Regions from separate parts of the Mus musculus genome. Here region 2 is linked to region 1. The links are chromatin contacts, called in public HiChIP or PLAC-seq maps. All regions are on one chromosome and are shown on one strand. Each heading gives the region's core, a stretch centred on a gene start, on an enhancer-like site or on the middle of the called end of the contact. The rest is flanking DNA. Distances are from core to core; before and after follow the strand shown.

The links. HiChIP or PLAC-seq counts read pairs in DNA pulled down with a chosen protein or histone mark.
Region 2: a contact with region 1 is called in an H3K4me3 HiChIP or PLAC-seq map of embryonic stem cells, with 17 read pairs. The contact joins the promoter of Ptprg here to the enhancer-like site in region 1. A contact is called at or near these places in 2 of 39 promoter capture datasets (hippocampal neurons and liver), 5 of 484 Hi-C or Micro-C datasets (cerebral cortex, cortical neurons, embryonic stem cells and 1 more), 3 of 115 datasets of contacts at active chromatin or transcription factors (embryonic stem cells and kidney) and 1 of 9 other capture datasets (pancreatic islet).

What each region holds. Positions count from the first base shown.
Region 1 is chr14:11,435,708-11,442,829 of GRCm38.p6, forward strand. No RefSeq gene overlaps it. Among named protein-coding and RNA genes, the nearest start is that of Gm25466, 100 kb to the left of the region's middle. Within about 2 kb of position 3,109, at least 3 of the 459 cell types and tissues checked have an H3K27ac peak or open chromatin away from gene starts, as enhancers often do. A contact at or near this core is called in embryonic stem cells, where this site is marked.
Region 2 is chr14:11,549,442-11,556,563 of GRCm38.p6, forward strand. It overlaps Ptprg (protein tyrosine phosphatase, receptor type, G), which reads left to right and starts at 4,112. Exons shown (of 30, transcript NM_008981.3): 1 at 4,112-4,891. The coding sequence starts at 4,807.

The DNA.
Region 1 (7,122 bases), core at 1,859-4,358:
CTGAGTGTCCCCACAAGCCTCACTAGCAAGGAGTTTTAAAGTCAATTTGCAGCTTATCACCATCCTTGACTCCTTGGAAGGAATTTATTGTCCAAGCCTCTGACCTCTATCCAAAAGAAACTTCAAATGAAACTCAGATGGGCTAATAGAAAACTGGCAAGGAGTTTTGCAATACACCAGAATTGGGGTGTGGATAATCCCAAGATCAGCTGCATTCAATATATGACAGAAATAAGGCCTGGAGCCTTGTGGAGACTGACTGGCGACAAAGGCAGAAGACTGAGAACACCGAAGAAACAGCTCGAAAAGAAGACTGTCTCCCAGCCCTGCTGGAGTTTCTTCCTTAGAAAGTCAGGCATCGAGGTAGAAAGTGGACCAAGATAAAGACCAATAAATACAAAAGTATTTTAACATGGGCATGAGACTGGTTCATTTAGAAGTAGAATTCACCACTGAACGTGTATAAAGGTATCGGGTTTCTTTTTTATTTCTCTTTAAATCTGTTTACAACATATTTTTATCATATCTTGCTTCTCAAAGATTTTTGTTTATTTTATGTATTTGGACAGTTTGCCTGGATATATGTCGATGCAACATGTGTGTGCACTTACCTCAGAGGCCCGTAGATGGAATTAGATCCTCTGGAACTGGAGTTATAAATAGTTGTTAGCTGCTGTAGGTATGGGAACCCAAGCCTTGTCTAGAAGCCACACAAGTGCTCTTAACCACTGAGCCATCTCTCCAGTCTCACTCCTACCTAAATAGAGACTGGATTAAAAGTACACAGTGATACTGTTCTCAATATTCATTACAAGCTGTTTACTTAAACATAATAGTTGTCACTCTTGCATGTCACTAAAAATTAAAAACATTTAAATTCTTTTCTCAGCTAATTACTTAATATTTTAAAAATACCAAGAAGTATAAAGAATGAAAGGAAGGATAAGAGACTGGAGATAGAGCTTCATAGCAGAACACACACACACAAACATACACACACGTATTCATACACGCACAATTATACAGTGAACACAGAGCTTGATAATAAAATCAAAAACATGCTGGAAGTATATATAATACCCTCCTGAATGGAATTTTCCTAATGGTGATCACTTGAGCATTTAGTATGTTCTATTTTTCACTGTTGCAAACTGTGCCATCATAGACATTTATTGCGCTCTGAGTCGTTAAGATAGATCCATGAATAAAGGTCCTTGACCCCATAACTATTAACCTATGTTTCACCCCTGGAACTCACGTAGTGGAAAAAGCAGACTACCTCCCACAGTTGTCCTCTGGCTCCACTCCGTGCCACATACATGACAGATGATAGATAGATAGATAGATAGATAGATAGGATAGGTATTAGATATATAGATGGTAATGGGTGGATGAATAGATAGATAATAGATAGATGAAAGGTGGATAGGTGGATATATAGATAAATAGGTAGATATATAGGTACATAGATACATAGATTACATAAATACCTAGAGAGATAGATGATATAAGGCTAGATAGATAGATAGATAGATAGATAGATAGATAGATAGATAGATAGATTTTAACATATTGAAATCTAACTAGTTCTTGAGTTGATCTTAGCCAAAAGTTTAAGAAGCAACTGTGGTGAACTAGCCGGAATGTCACTGGACATTTGGATGTCTCCAGACTGTACATTCTAAACAATGATGCAGTAACATAGCTATATACACATTCCCACATACACTTATATGACTATTTCCTGAAGAGAAAGTCTGAGCTAGTTAGTTTTTGTCAACTTGGCACAAACCAGTGTCACCTGAGAGAAAGGAATCTCAAGTGAGGAAACTTCCTTATTACATTGTCCTTAGGCATGTTTGTGACAGTTTCTTGATTTTTTTTTTATTGAAATATAAAAAAGATAGCTGAGTGTGTGCCTGGAAGCAAGCCAATAATCAGCTTTCCTCCATGGTTCCTACCTCTGCCCTGACTTCCCTCAGTGATGAACTGTGGTGTGGAAGTGTAAGCCAAATAAACCCTTTCCTCCCTAAGTTGTTTTTTGGTCAAGGTGTTGATCTCAGCTAAAGAAAGCACACAAGGACAGACTCCTAGAAGTAAAATTGCTGTTGTTCAGTGATAAGAACATTTTCCTGAATATCAACATTGCTGACTGGCCATCCTGGAAAGACATAACCAAGTGTCTGTCCCACCCCCAGTCCTTTTATGATCACTTTCAAACCACCTTCAAGAGGAATGGTGGGAAAGTGCTTAGTATGTTTCAAATCCAGCTTTTTAGCAGGCTCCTGGGATACAAAAGCAAGTCAGACAGGCTGTGTAGCAAAGCATACTCCTGGAGTAGGGAGCAGATGTATTGTATGCTGGGTGGGGGAGTCCTATAAAGCAGTGCTCCCCAAGCAAACCTGCACTCTGGACAAATGATTTGCTTTTCTGTGTCCAATCTCCTTTTCTGTAAAAGTCGGGGTGAGCAAACTTTCCCACCTGATTCCACGAATCTAGGTTCAAACAATGCAACTCGCCTGGATCTGAATCTTAGAAAAGGTAAAAGGGGTAGGGAGGGAAGGCAAAGAAGGAAGTCAAAACTCAGAAACTAGAAGCAAGATCCAGAAGGGTAGATAGAGAAAAAATAATTGTCAGAGGCTGGGACCCCCGGGGATCAGGGGGAATCAACTCCAGGTTGTGGATAGGCAGAGTCTGGCCAGCACGGACACTCTACACAGAAAGGAGATGGCTGGTGTTCTGTTGCATAGCTGGGTAGTTATGCTTGACAATGTCATAATGAGTATTTATAAATAGGAGACTTTGAATTTTCTCCTCACAAACAAGCATATGAGGCAATGGATATGCTATATAATACATATGTTTCAAAGTACCATATCCTGTCCCCTAAATACCTACAATTACTATCAGTTGATATTTTCGATTACAAACAAAATGGAGGAGGAGGGAGATGGCTCTGTTGGCAAAGTGCTTGCTGACAGAATGCTCCAGCTACAGAAAGCCAGAAGTCCAACTGAGGTAGTCTTGGTGTCATTGCCCAACTACCACCAATGAACCACATCCTTCCCACAGTTTCTAAAGATAGCACTGCCCTGTTGGGACAAAAAAAAGTTCAAGAAAAGGAGGCCATTGTTTTGTGGGCATTTTCATTCAAACCACTAACTGAGAAAGAATGAGGCTCCAACTTAGATCCCCAGAAAACACATAGAAAGCTGGCACAGAGACAAGTTCTTGTAGTCCTAGTGTCCCAGTCTGCTGGTCAGTCAATGGGGTCTGCAAGGGAGAGACGGGATGGAGGGGAAAAGAGACTCAAAGAATGGTGACAAGACAGGCTATCTGATCAAGTGTCAAGTCTCAAGTCTCATTTACTGAAAGGCAACTATGGGTATATAAGCACAAGCTGGGGAGTGCAGCTGGAGACACTTAATCACAAGTGCCTTGGAGCTGGGGACACTAAACCACAAGTCCAGGATGTGTCTGAGAACAGGTTGTTATCAGAGTGTGTTCAACTGTAGCGGGCTGCTTGCAAAAACATCATGCTAAGAAAACAAGTCTCTCGTCAGGGTGGGAAAGTACCAACCTGTAAGTAAGTAGCCTGAGATGGCTGCAGAGATGATAGCTGCTTTCTGCTCAGAGTGACATCCTGGAATTGGAGAGGTTTAGACAGGAAGACCCCTGGTCAGCCAGTCTAACCTAATTAGTGAGTTCCAGGCCAGTGAGAGACCCTGTCCCAAAAAATAAGATGGACAACTCTTGTAGAAATGTTACTGAAGTTGACCTCTGACTTCAACATGCATTCACATAGTCTCTCTCTCACTCACACACATATGGAACAGAAAAAAAACAACAACTATGACATCAACAAAAAACTGGAGCTGGGGAGATGGCTCAACATAAAACACTCATACGAGCATGAGGACCTGGGTTCTGACCGTTAGCATCTGCATAAAAGCCTGTCATGGTTAGGTACATCCCTACTTCTTGCACTGAGGAACAGAGACAGGAAGATCTAAAGGATTCACTGGCCAGACATTCTAGCCAAAACAATGAAGTTCCGGAGTAAGAAAGACCCTTACTCAAAAGTAAGATGGAGAAGAATTAAGCAAGATATCTTGGCCTCAGCCTCTGACCTCTACATGTGCTGGTGGATGTACCTGCACACAGGAGCACATAAACACCTGCACACAGGAGCACATAAACACCTGCACACAGGAACACATATACACCTGCACACAGGAGCACATAAACACCTGCACACAGGAGCACATAAACACCTGCACACAGGAGCACATAAACACCTGCACACAGGAGCACATATACACCTGCACACAGGAACACATATACACCTGCACACAGGAGCACATATACACCTGCACACAGGAGCACATATACAAGGGCACACACACACACACATACCTGCATGAAAAGAAATACATACACATGTGCATGCACACACACATGAAAAAGATAAGATAAACAAATGTAAAATAGAGAAGATGAGGAGGAAGATGAAGGAGAGAAAGAAGAAGGGGAGGGAGGCTAGACGGGAGGAGTATAACAAATCCCAGCTCAGAAATACAACTACTTTCTAAAGAGGACAGCCCAGGAAATGCTCCAAGCCAAGTTTCCTGTGTCCTTGCCAACCAACAAAATGCTTCCTGACTGTAATCCCCTGCACTTCCCTGGGGCAATATTTGCATAGTGCAAGTTACTACAGCAGCTTTGAAAGCTTGTTTTGTCAGTGAAATTCTCTCCCTCATCCCTCATCCCATACCCCTCATCTCACATCCCTCTTATGTGCCTATACATCCCAGGCATTGTCAAACAAAACGGCATTATTATTATGTGTGTGCTCACACATAGTAATACACTAAGAAGTCCTGGAGGCGGGGTTACTGTGTATCATCAGATCTTTATGCTAAGTTCTGAGGAATGTAGAATACAGTGAGAATATGGTCCTGAGCAAGGTATAGTGGAGCAGCCCTGTATGACCATAATCCTCACGCTCAGGAGGCTGAGGCAGGAGGATCATGAGTTCAAGGCTAGTCTAGGTTCACAGCAAGATCCAGCCACAAAAAAACTAAAAAAAAAAAAAAAAAAAAAAAAACTGCCCTCAACTTTCTACTCTGGTAACAGACGGAAATGTTTTGCATAAAGCATTCACATATTTTAAGAGATTATATATTAAGTGATTTGTAGAAAACAATGACAATGATTTGGTTTTATAATTACTGATAAGACAGGAGTAAACAAACCAACTAAAAAATAATTCAGATTACCAAGCATGGTGCTACATACCTGTAATACCACCACTCTAGAGGCTGAGGCAGGAGGATCATGAATCTGAAGCCATCTTGAACTACATAATAAAAGCCTATATAAACAAACAAGTAAACAAACAGCAGGTGAATGGAATCTGAGAAAGTCATCAGAAAAAATCCACATCCTCCATCTGTCCTTCCTAATGGGTCTTTAGTGGTCTTCCTGTGTTACACAGTGACTTCTTACAGATTGAAGCATTCCCTCTTAGAGGGACACGGGAAGCTCTTTAAGACTCAGGAAATAAATGAGCCTCACAAGTCCCAGGCACTTCTTGAAACTTAGAAGACTAACAGGCCTCTCCCCGAGAATTTTGTAAGCAGAAGCAATTGCTGGCGAGGAGAGACAGTCCAGCTGGCTGTGTAACCCTTAGGCTGTGCACAGGCCTCCAGGGATTCTGAGTTTGTGAGTCTTCACCCATGTCTTGATTGGCCTTTTGGTGCCACGGTTGCCTTTGCATCACACATGCTTCTCTAAGTAACCTCACCAAACTCATTAATTCCCTAAGCTGGACTTGAATGGAGCCATTCCGTTGGCCTGGTGGTGGTGGTACCCTATGGGGTAAATTGAAGTTTGTACTCATCTCAAGGAAAATCACAGAACAACTTAAGAGGTTTGTTTTGTTCTGGTTCCTACGGTACACGTGTCAGGCTCCTGTGTCCCTGCTACACCCACTCACCTGCCCCCATGCAAGGTGAAGACAGCCCCAGACAAAGCACGGGCAGAAACTGACCATGCCGCAAGACTTCACTTCACAACACATTTCCCTTACCTGTTGCCAAGTATTCTTTCTTTAACATTTTCACCATTTAAAACAATGAAAATCAACCCCAACTTTTGGAACAGATTTGGCCCATGGGTCACTGATACTAATTTCTGATTGAAAAAGTTCTGTATTAGCCCACTCATGGAGGTTTCAATATCCTTTCACTGATTCCTGTTCTTAGAATTTGAATGTCAAGTGTCCCCACAGGCTGCTGTTCTGAATGCGTAATCCTGGATGCACTAATGGAGAGATGGTGGAAACTTTAGGAGATGGAATCTGTCTACATGAAGTAGGTCAGTGGAAGGGTTTCAACATTCAAGGGTTTCCCTGCTCCTCCTCCTCTTCTTCTTCCTCCTCCTCCTCTTTCTTCTATTCTTCCTTTTCTTTCTCCTTCCCTCATTCTCTCTCTGCTTCTTATCTGCCATGAAGTGAATATAACCCTCTACAAAATCTGTCACTATGATGGTCTGCCCACTTCTATGGGAACAAGCATCCATGGGCTGATCCCTTTGAAACAGTCAGGGGAAAAAACTCCTTCTTCATCCATGTTAGGTGTATGATCACAGTGATGGAAAAGCAGCCAACATAAGCCCCTGCCGACTGTTCAGTCCATTCTAGCTGCTTTTTAATACACACAGTTCTTGGATGGTCTCACATCACAGGCAACTTCGCATCCTTCGAAGTATCTTCAACCTGTATGTTTGAACCACCCACGCACTGCGCACTAGCCCATCTGACAATGTCATAAAAGAGGGGTTCTTGAAACGATATCACTGAAATCCAAATGCAAAGGCTGCTTTACTCTCTAACCTAATTGTTCTGTGGTTTTATGGGTTTTTATTTTTAATTTTATTTTATGAGTAGGAGTGTTTACCTTCATTTTGCAAATACCCCAAGTACATGTAGGTCTCACAGAGGCTCGAAGCAGGCCTTGATGTCTCTTCCCCTGCATTCCCTGCCACTAGAGTTACATAGAGATGGTTGTAAGGTGGCATGTGGGTGCAGGGAACTGAACCCAGCCCTCTGGAAGTGCAGTG
Region 2 (7,122 bases), core at 2,862-5,361, 110 kb after region 1:
TGTCCTGCAGGTGAGTCTGTCGGGGTGTTCTCTTGATTAACGATTGATTCAGGGTATTCTCTGAATTAATGGCTGATTTTATGGGGCCCAGCTGACCTCTCGCAGTGCCACCCCTGCGCAGGTGGTCTTGGGTTGTATAAAGAAACGTAGCTGAGCTGGGCATTGTGGCTCAAGCTGTTAATCCCAGCACTCAGGTGGCAGAGGCAGGCAAATCTCTGTGAGCTGGAGGTCTAAAGAGCAAATTCCAGGATAGCCAGGGCTGTTATACACAGAAACTTTGTCTCCATTAAAAAACAAAACAAAACAAAACAAAACAAAACAAAACAAAAAACCAACAAGAAGTAGCTGAGCAAGTCTTGGGGAGTAAGTCAATAAGCAGCGCCCTCCCCGGCTTCTGCTTCAGTGGCTTCTGCTTCAGTTCCTGCCTCCAGGTTCCAGCCCTGGCTTCCCGTCTCTAGAACTGATGGACTGTTATTTATAAGCTAAATAAACCATTTTCTACTCCAAGTTAGTTTTGTCACAGCAACAGAAACTACAGTAGGACAAGGACACTGTACAGCCCAGGCCAATCTTCCATTTGTGATCCTCCTGCCTCAGTGTTAGGAGTACTGTGATAACAGGTCTGGGGCAGCAAATTAGGCTATTTTTATTTATTGGGCTGTAAGACATCATACAGCAACAGGCATTGGTACTCCCATAGACCTATGGTAGGCAAGGTTCTAATGTGCTCTTCGAGATGCCCACCCTCTGATATGTAACACCCTCTTCATGAGAGTGACTGACACTTGACATTGGATGGTTACTCCCTTGATCCAACTGTCTTCTAGTACAGAAGTGGTGGGATAGTCACGTTTAAGATTCTAGCCAAAACAGAGAATTCTTTTACTGGCTTTGAAGGAAGTTACAAAGATCCAGAGAGCTGAAAATGAAGACATCCTTTGGCTAACAGCCAGCCAGAAACAAGACTGCAGTTCTCTAACCAATGAGATTAGAAGAGAACCTGCCAGCTCCAGAGTCATCCTGCTTTACACCTTGGTTCAGCTCCAGAAAACACCTGAACTCCACACTTCCATGGCCGGCCTGCCCACGCATTGTGAAAAAATAAGTGTAAGCTTATGCTGCTCATCTGGGGGGTGGGATTTGTTATCAGTAGTAGGAGCTTTCCTTCCTAGTTTTTAAGTTGTCAGCACGTTGCCAAGCTCCTTTCTCCAGTTCTGCTCACTGCCTCGTGCAACCCCCATACCAAGGCTGGAACCTGGAGGCAGGAACTGAAACAGAAGCCAGGGAGTGTGCTGTTTATTGACTTATTCCCCAAGACGATTTCGTCGTCGTCGTCGTCGTCGTCTTCGTCTTCTTCTTCTTCTTCTTCTTCTTCTTCTTCTTCTTTTTCTTCTTCTTCCTCTTCTTCTTCCTTCTTCTTCTTCTTCCTCTTCTTCTTCCTCTTCTTCTTCCTCTTCCTCTTCTTCTTCCTCTTCTTCTTCCTCTTCTTCTTCCTCTTCTTCTTCTTCCTCTTCTTCTTCCTCTTCTTCTTCCTCTTCTTCTTCCTCTTCTTCTTCCTCTTCTTCTTCTTCCTTCTTCTTCTTCCTTCTTCTTCTTCTTCTTCTTCTTCTTCTTCTTCTTCTTCTTCTTCTTCTTCTTCTTCTTCTCCTCTTCCTCCTCCTCCTTCTTCTTCCTCTTCTTCCTCCTCTTCTTCTTCTTCCTCCTCTCCTTCCTCCTTCTCCTTCTTCTTTTTTGTTTAATGGAGACAATGTTTCTCTGTATAACAGCCCTGGCTCACCAGGTAGAAGAACAGCAGGTGTGTCTCTAGGTCAGTTTTGTCCACTAAGACTTGAAATTGGGGCTATTCTATTCACTTTGCAGTTGGTTATTGAACACATTTGTATAATAGGCCAGTGAATTTCTGTTGTAAAGTTAAATTAAAAAACAGCCAAGCTCTGACACTAGGCTAGCCTTGAAGTTATGATTCTTCTGCCTTGGCTTCCTAAGTGCTGGGATTACAGGAATGTGCTAATGGGCCTGACTAAAACATTTAGATTTGGAGGGAGCTGATGGAGCTTGATGTGTGCTTTTAATACCATTTTGTGGTAAATGTCAGCCTGGCGTCCCAGGACAGGCACCAGCCCAGAGAGACTAACAGGCATGGGGTCCCATACACTGTAAGAGGCATGGTCATTCACTCTCCATATTGAACAACTGGGGTACTGGCGTTCCTTCTTTGCATTTCACACTTAATGTCTTCTCAACCACCCCTCCATTGACTTTCCCTAGGTGAGGCAGACAGGCTGGCTTGCCCTTATTATACCCAGCACAGAGTGGATGTGCAGTTCATTTGTTGAACCAGCAAACAGAGTATAGAAAGAATTCAGGGTTGCCCAACAGGCAACACTTATGATGTCGCCGACCTCTGTGTGATTCAAGTCCTACCGACTGAGTGTTAAAATACGGAGTCACCTCGAAGGAGGCAGTCATTTGTGCTAGGGTCATTTTAACGTATCCCGCTCTGACTGGCACTGGGATATCCATCCCTCCAACCCATTTTTCAAGGGAACTGGTCATCATGAGCACTCAAGAGCGACCCTCGAGTGCAACAAAACCAGGAAGTGTCAAATTCCAAAGCAAACAGATTGGCCTCATTGCCTAGCACGGGAAGGGTGTTTGCGGGGTTTGGCTAAAGATAGATCTGGGGGCCCGTTCCAGGAACTTCCTGGCATTTACTAGTTTTGCACCCCAAACTTTTCAGAGGTTTTTCCTTTGGAATTGTGGGTGCGAGACTGCTTTCCTAAACAATGCCACAGACTCTCAGAGCATCTGTATAGTATTTGAAAACCGAAAGAACATCCGGTTGAGATGTTTGGGTGGGTGTGGGACAGTGCCGCGTTGCGATGAAACGGCAAGGGGACACTTTAAAAATATGTCCATATCCTTTTCATAGAGTGGCAGAACAACTATGAAAAAAATACAAATGGCTAATTACGTTGGCTCAATTACAAATTTGATGGAAAAAAAAAACCCAAACCAAAACCTGCCTCCCCTCTTTTAGCACCAACGTAGGAGGAAAAAATAGGTTGCTGAAAAGCCCAAGCGATAAAGATCTCTGTGAGAGCCAAGGGACAAAACTCATTACAGATAAACCTAGCCCTTGCATTTCCCCCGGATGCCTCTCCCTGTAGTTTACTTAAGCCGTGTCTCCTAGGACGGCTGCGGGAAACCAGTCCTGCCCCGGGGTGCTGCTTTCCCCTGCCCCGGGTGAGAGGCGCACTTCATTTGCCCTCTGCCTAACCAGGCCAAGTTGCAGCCACCTTCTTCCCGAATCCGGGGGTTGGGAAAACTCCGCGACAGACCTTCGTAGTTTGGGGAAAAGTCCACGACAGACCTTCGTGGTTTGGGAAAAGCCGATGTGGGCCTGGAGCTGGATTTTGCTAGCCTGGGATGGACTCCCGTCCCTTTCCCTATCTCCCAGAGGTAGATTCGAACAATGGAAGCTCGGAAAGGGGGAAGGGGAAACAACAACAACAAAAAAACCTCAATGAAACCTGAGTGCAAAGGCCGCTGGGCTTTGTCTCTTAGCCCGGGAACGCAGCAGGAGAGGGACGCTGGAGGTGCACCCCGTCAAGACACCGTCCAGGTGGTGAGGCCTTACGGAAGTCCCCTCTCCATGAAAATGTAGCTGCTGGTCCTTTCCTCTCCCCCAGATTCCAACCAGACCACCCTTTCCCCCTCCCCCAAGTTCCGGATCCATGAACGAGGTCAGGGATCTCTCCGAATCCGTACTTCGTCTTTAAGAACTCGAAAATGGAGCAAAGCCATGCCGACCCTGGATGGCAGCTGGTCTCTTCCCTGTCTTCAGGGTTACCAGCTCCCCTAAACGCACACCCATAGCCCTAGGCACGCCTGGAGAGGAGAGTAGTGCAAGTCCTTGGAAGCCGGAGCCCAGCACGGCCGCTTTAAGAGACGCGCGCCCCCGCCGGCGGCAGCTCGGGGATGCGCGTCACCGCGCGCCCGTGCTTGCGCGCCCCCGCCGCCGCGCGCCCCCAGCTCGCTCGCTCGCCCGCTCGCCGGCTTTAAAGTCTCTGCCAGGATCCATGCTCACATGTTACTTCCTGTATGGAGGCATGGCCAGTTTCCAGCCCCGCGCTCTCGGTTCCTCCCCAGCCTGCGCCGGAGCCACAACTTTCAGGAGCATGGACTGAAGGCGCCCTCGCCCCGGCGCCCCTCTGAGATCCTTTGTGTTTCCCTGCGCTCCACTGGCCGTTTGTGTTTTGGGGGGCTCTGCGCTCCGCCCCGCCGCTTCCCTCCCTTTCCAGGCTCGCAGACATGCCTCCTTCCTTGCCGGGGCCCTGGAAGGAGCTGCCCGCCTGAAGCCCGGAGCCGCCGCGCCGCGCACAGCCCCGCCGTCGCCCGCTGGTTCTCGGGCTGCGCTGCGCTGCCGACTCAACTTGGGGCTCTTCCGCTGCTAGCCACCGCCACCCGCGGTCCCTGCCTGCTCCGGGCCCCGGGCTCTGCCGCCGTGCGTCTTCTCCTCGCCCTGCCTGTCGGCTGGATCGTGTCTGAGCGGAAAGCAGCCCTTCTCCTCCGAGAGGATCGTCCCTAGCTTGGCTTTGCATTCCCGGTCACTTTTTGAGGTTTTCTCGGGAGCGCTTGGCAGCTTCCCGGATTCCAGCGGGACCGGTGGCCGAGTGTGGGGGGCCCCGTGTGGCGGGCGAGCCGTGAAAGCCTCCAGGCTTAGCGGAGCCTCGCTCGGAAGCAAGAACTTATTCAACAAGTTTACCCCCCCTGCCTTTCTCTTTTCGATGTGCGTTTTCGGACATGCGGAGGTTACTGGAACCGTGTTGGTGGATTTTGTTCCTGAAAATCACCAGTTCTGTGCTTCATTATGTGGTGTGCTTCCCGGGTGAGTGAGGGCCGCCGATGGGACGCGTCTCTGGCCGGCGCGCGGGGTATGCGGAGTTGTCGCCGGGGCGCGGAGCTTGGGCGCCAGTCTAGGGACCGCGGAGAGGGTGAAGGGGGGCCGGGCTACCGAGGAGGAAAGAGAGCTCTGCTTCATTGGCTCCGGCAGTGTTCTAGGAGGCTGATGGTCAGAGAGGGCAGAAGCAGTGGCGGGCTGGAAGGGAGGGTTGGGGACTCAGAGATGTGCTCTGACTGTGGCTTGGGAAGCTTGAAGCATCTGGAGTATGGGAGGGCGGGGGAAGGCGACTTGCTTTGCTGATCCGGAGCTGATCCGGAGGGCTATAGTTGCACGATAGGATGTCTGGGGAGATTGGCTGTGGGAAGGATGCTCTGTTGGTTTGAGTAATATGGGGTGCTCCCGTTGCTTCTGCGGGGATAGAAGGAGCTCATAATCGTGGCTCACTTTGCATCCCTCCGACCCTTTGTAGGGGGGAGGGCGGCGTTTGGGGATGGAAGGCGGAGGCTGGCTGCAGAGAAGTCAGGATGTGGGGAGCAGCCCGCGTTGTAGTCGCCGGGCCGCCTCCTTTCAGCCTTGCTCCCGGCTGAGGTGCGGGCTACGCCTCAGTGCAAGCGGGAGGCAGCTCCCTAGACGCGGGGGGCCTGGGAGCCTCGGGAGAGCAGGAAGCAGTGAGCAGGGAGTTTTTCGCTAGACCCCTGCTTCACTGGGCTCACGGTCCCTTTCTGTATCTTTCTTTTGGGTCCAAGTTCAGGGCGCGGGTCGACAGCTGGGTAGCTTCTGGCGTCCGGGCAGATTTTTTGGCTGTCTGGCGTGCCCTCCCTACTTTCATCTTTGCCCTTTTGCAGGCTGAATGTGCCTGCCAGATCCAGACCCAGACCCGCTTATTTTCTAGCCAGGTTAAAGCTGGAACAATATTGGCCACTCGACAATCCTAAATCACTGCACGTACCAGTGTGCAGCTCGCCGACCCTCCACTTCCAGCCTTCAGCCCACACCCTCCCCCCTCGGTGAGGGCAGAGGCCAGCCGCCTTCCTCTTCTCTTGCAGAGTCGGAGGGCTGCAGCTCAAGCTGCCCAGCTCCTTCCCAGTGGGTGAAGGCCACGTCCTCTTTCCTGGCTCAGGGAAAGAGGTGGGAGAGGGCGCGATTTGCTTTTCTTTCCTCGATCTCTTAAGGACAGAACACCCGGTTTTTCTGCTTTCTCATCTGCCTGTTCTGGAATATTTGGAGGCGGCGGTTATTCTAATCAAGAAATAAGAAACGTGCCACAATGTTTCGGTTTTCCTTGGTTAATAGCAGCCTGTGTTCTGGCTGCCACAGCGCGGGGTTTTGGTACAGCGGGTACCCCCAACCCTATGGTGCACCTAGGAGCCAGGCTCGAGGACCTCGCTGTTCCCGGCGATCCTCTCTAAGGGGATTGGCAGCGAGTGGTCCCTTCTTTGAAGGTTTGAGGGTGGTTGCGAGGAACAGAGGGCAAAACACTGCGGTTCTTCGGCTCCTTTTCCTCGGCGCTTATTCCTCTCTCTGGGGCTGTCTACAGAGCTCGGTGAGGGTGCGCGCGCTTACTCACTAGGAGGCCTGGGGTTTACCCTCTCGGGTCCTGTCTCTATGGAAGTAGACGCTGAGGAGCATCTCCTCTGAGAATCAGCACCCTTCTCCCTTGGCGACCATCGGGCAACATTTGTTTTTATCACTGCCTTTGACTAAACCTCCCTCCCTCCCTTGTCAGGGACTTGCCAGCTGAGTGCGCTCGGGTGCACCTGGGGTTGAGCCTAGTAAGGGTCACTTTTTAATAAGGGCGATGGGAGGCAGCCTTGCAAAACAGAAATTTCCAATTCCATTTCTGGCTAACCTCCCCAGGCTGTAGCCAGTGTTTCTACAATGATTTTCTCCCCTCTGGTGTCTGCAACGCAGTATGGGACCGATAGGGATGCCGCCTTGTTAAGGCTTGGTCCATTTCAGTTTTCCTCATTTTCCGTCCTGTTCAGGCTTCGAGGTAACTAGCCCGTACCCTCAACTGGGAGCGGAGGGGTATTTGTTAGAGGTACAGGGAAGACAGCTTTTGGAATCAGGCAGGCAAAGTTAAAATGTCACAGCCCTGGGAGATGCTATGCTGGCTTCAGGTTTTCCGAGGATGGTGGGGTGCCGCTGGGCCCCAGGGGGCGCCCCAGAGCCACCCGTCAATCTTCTGCCTCCACTAGACCGGCTCAACCACCTGC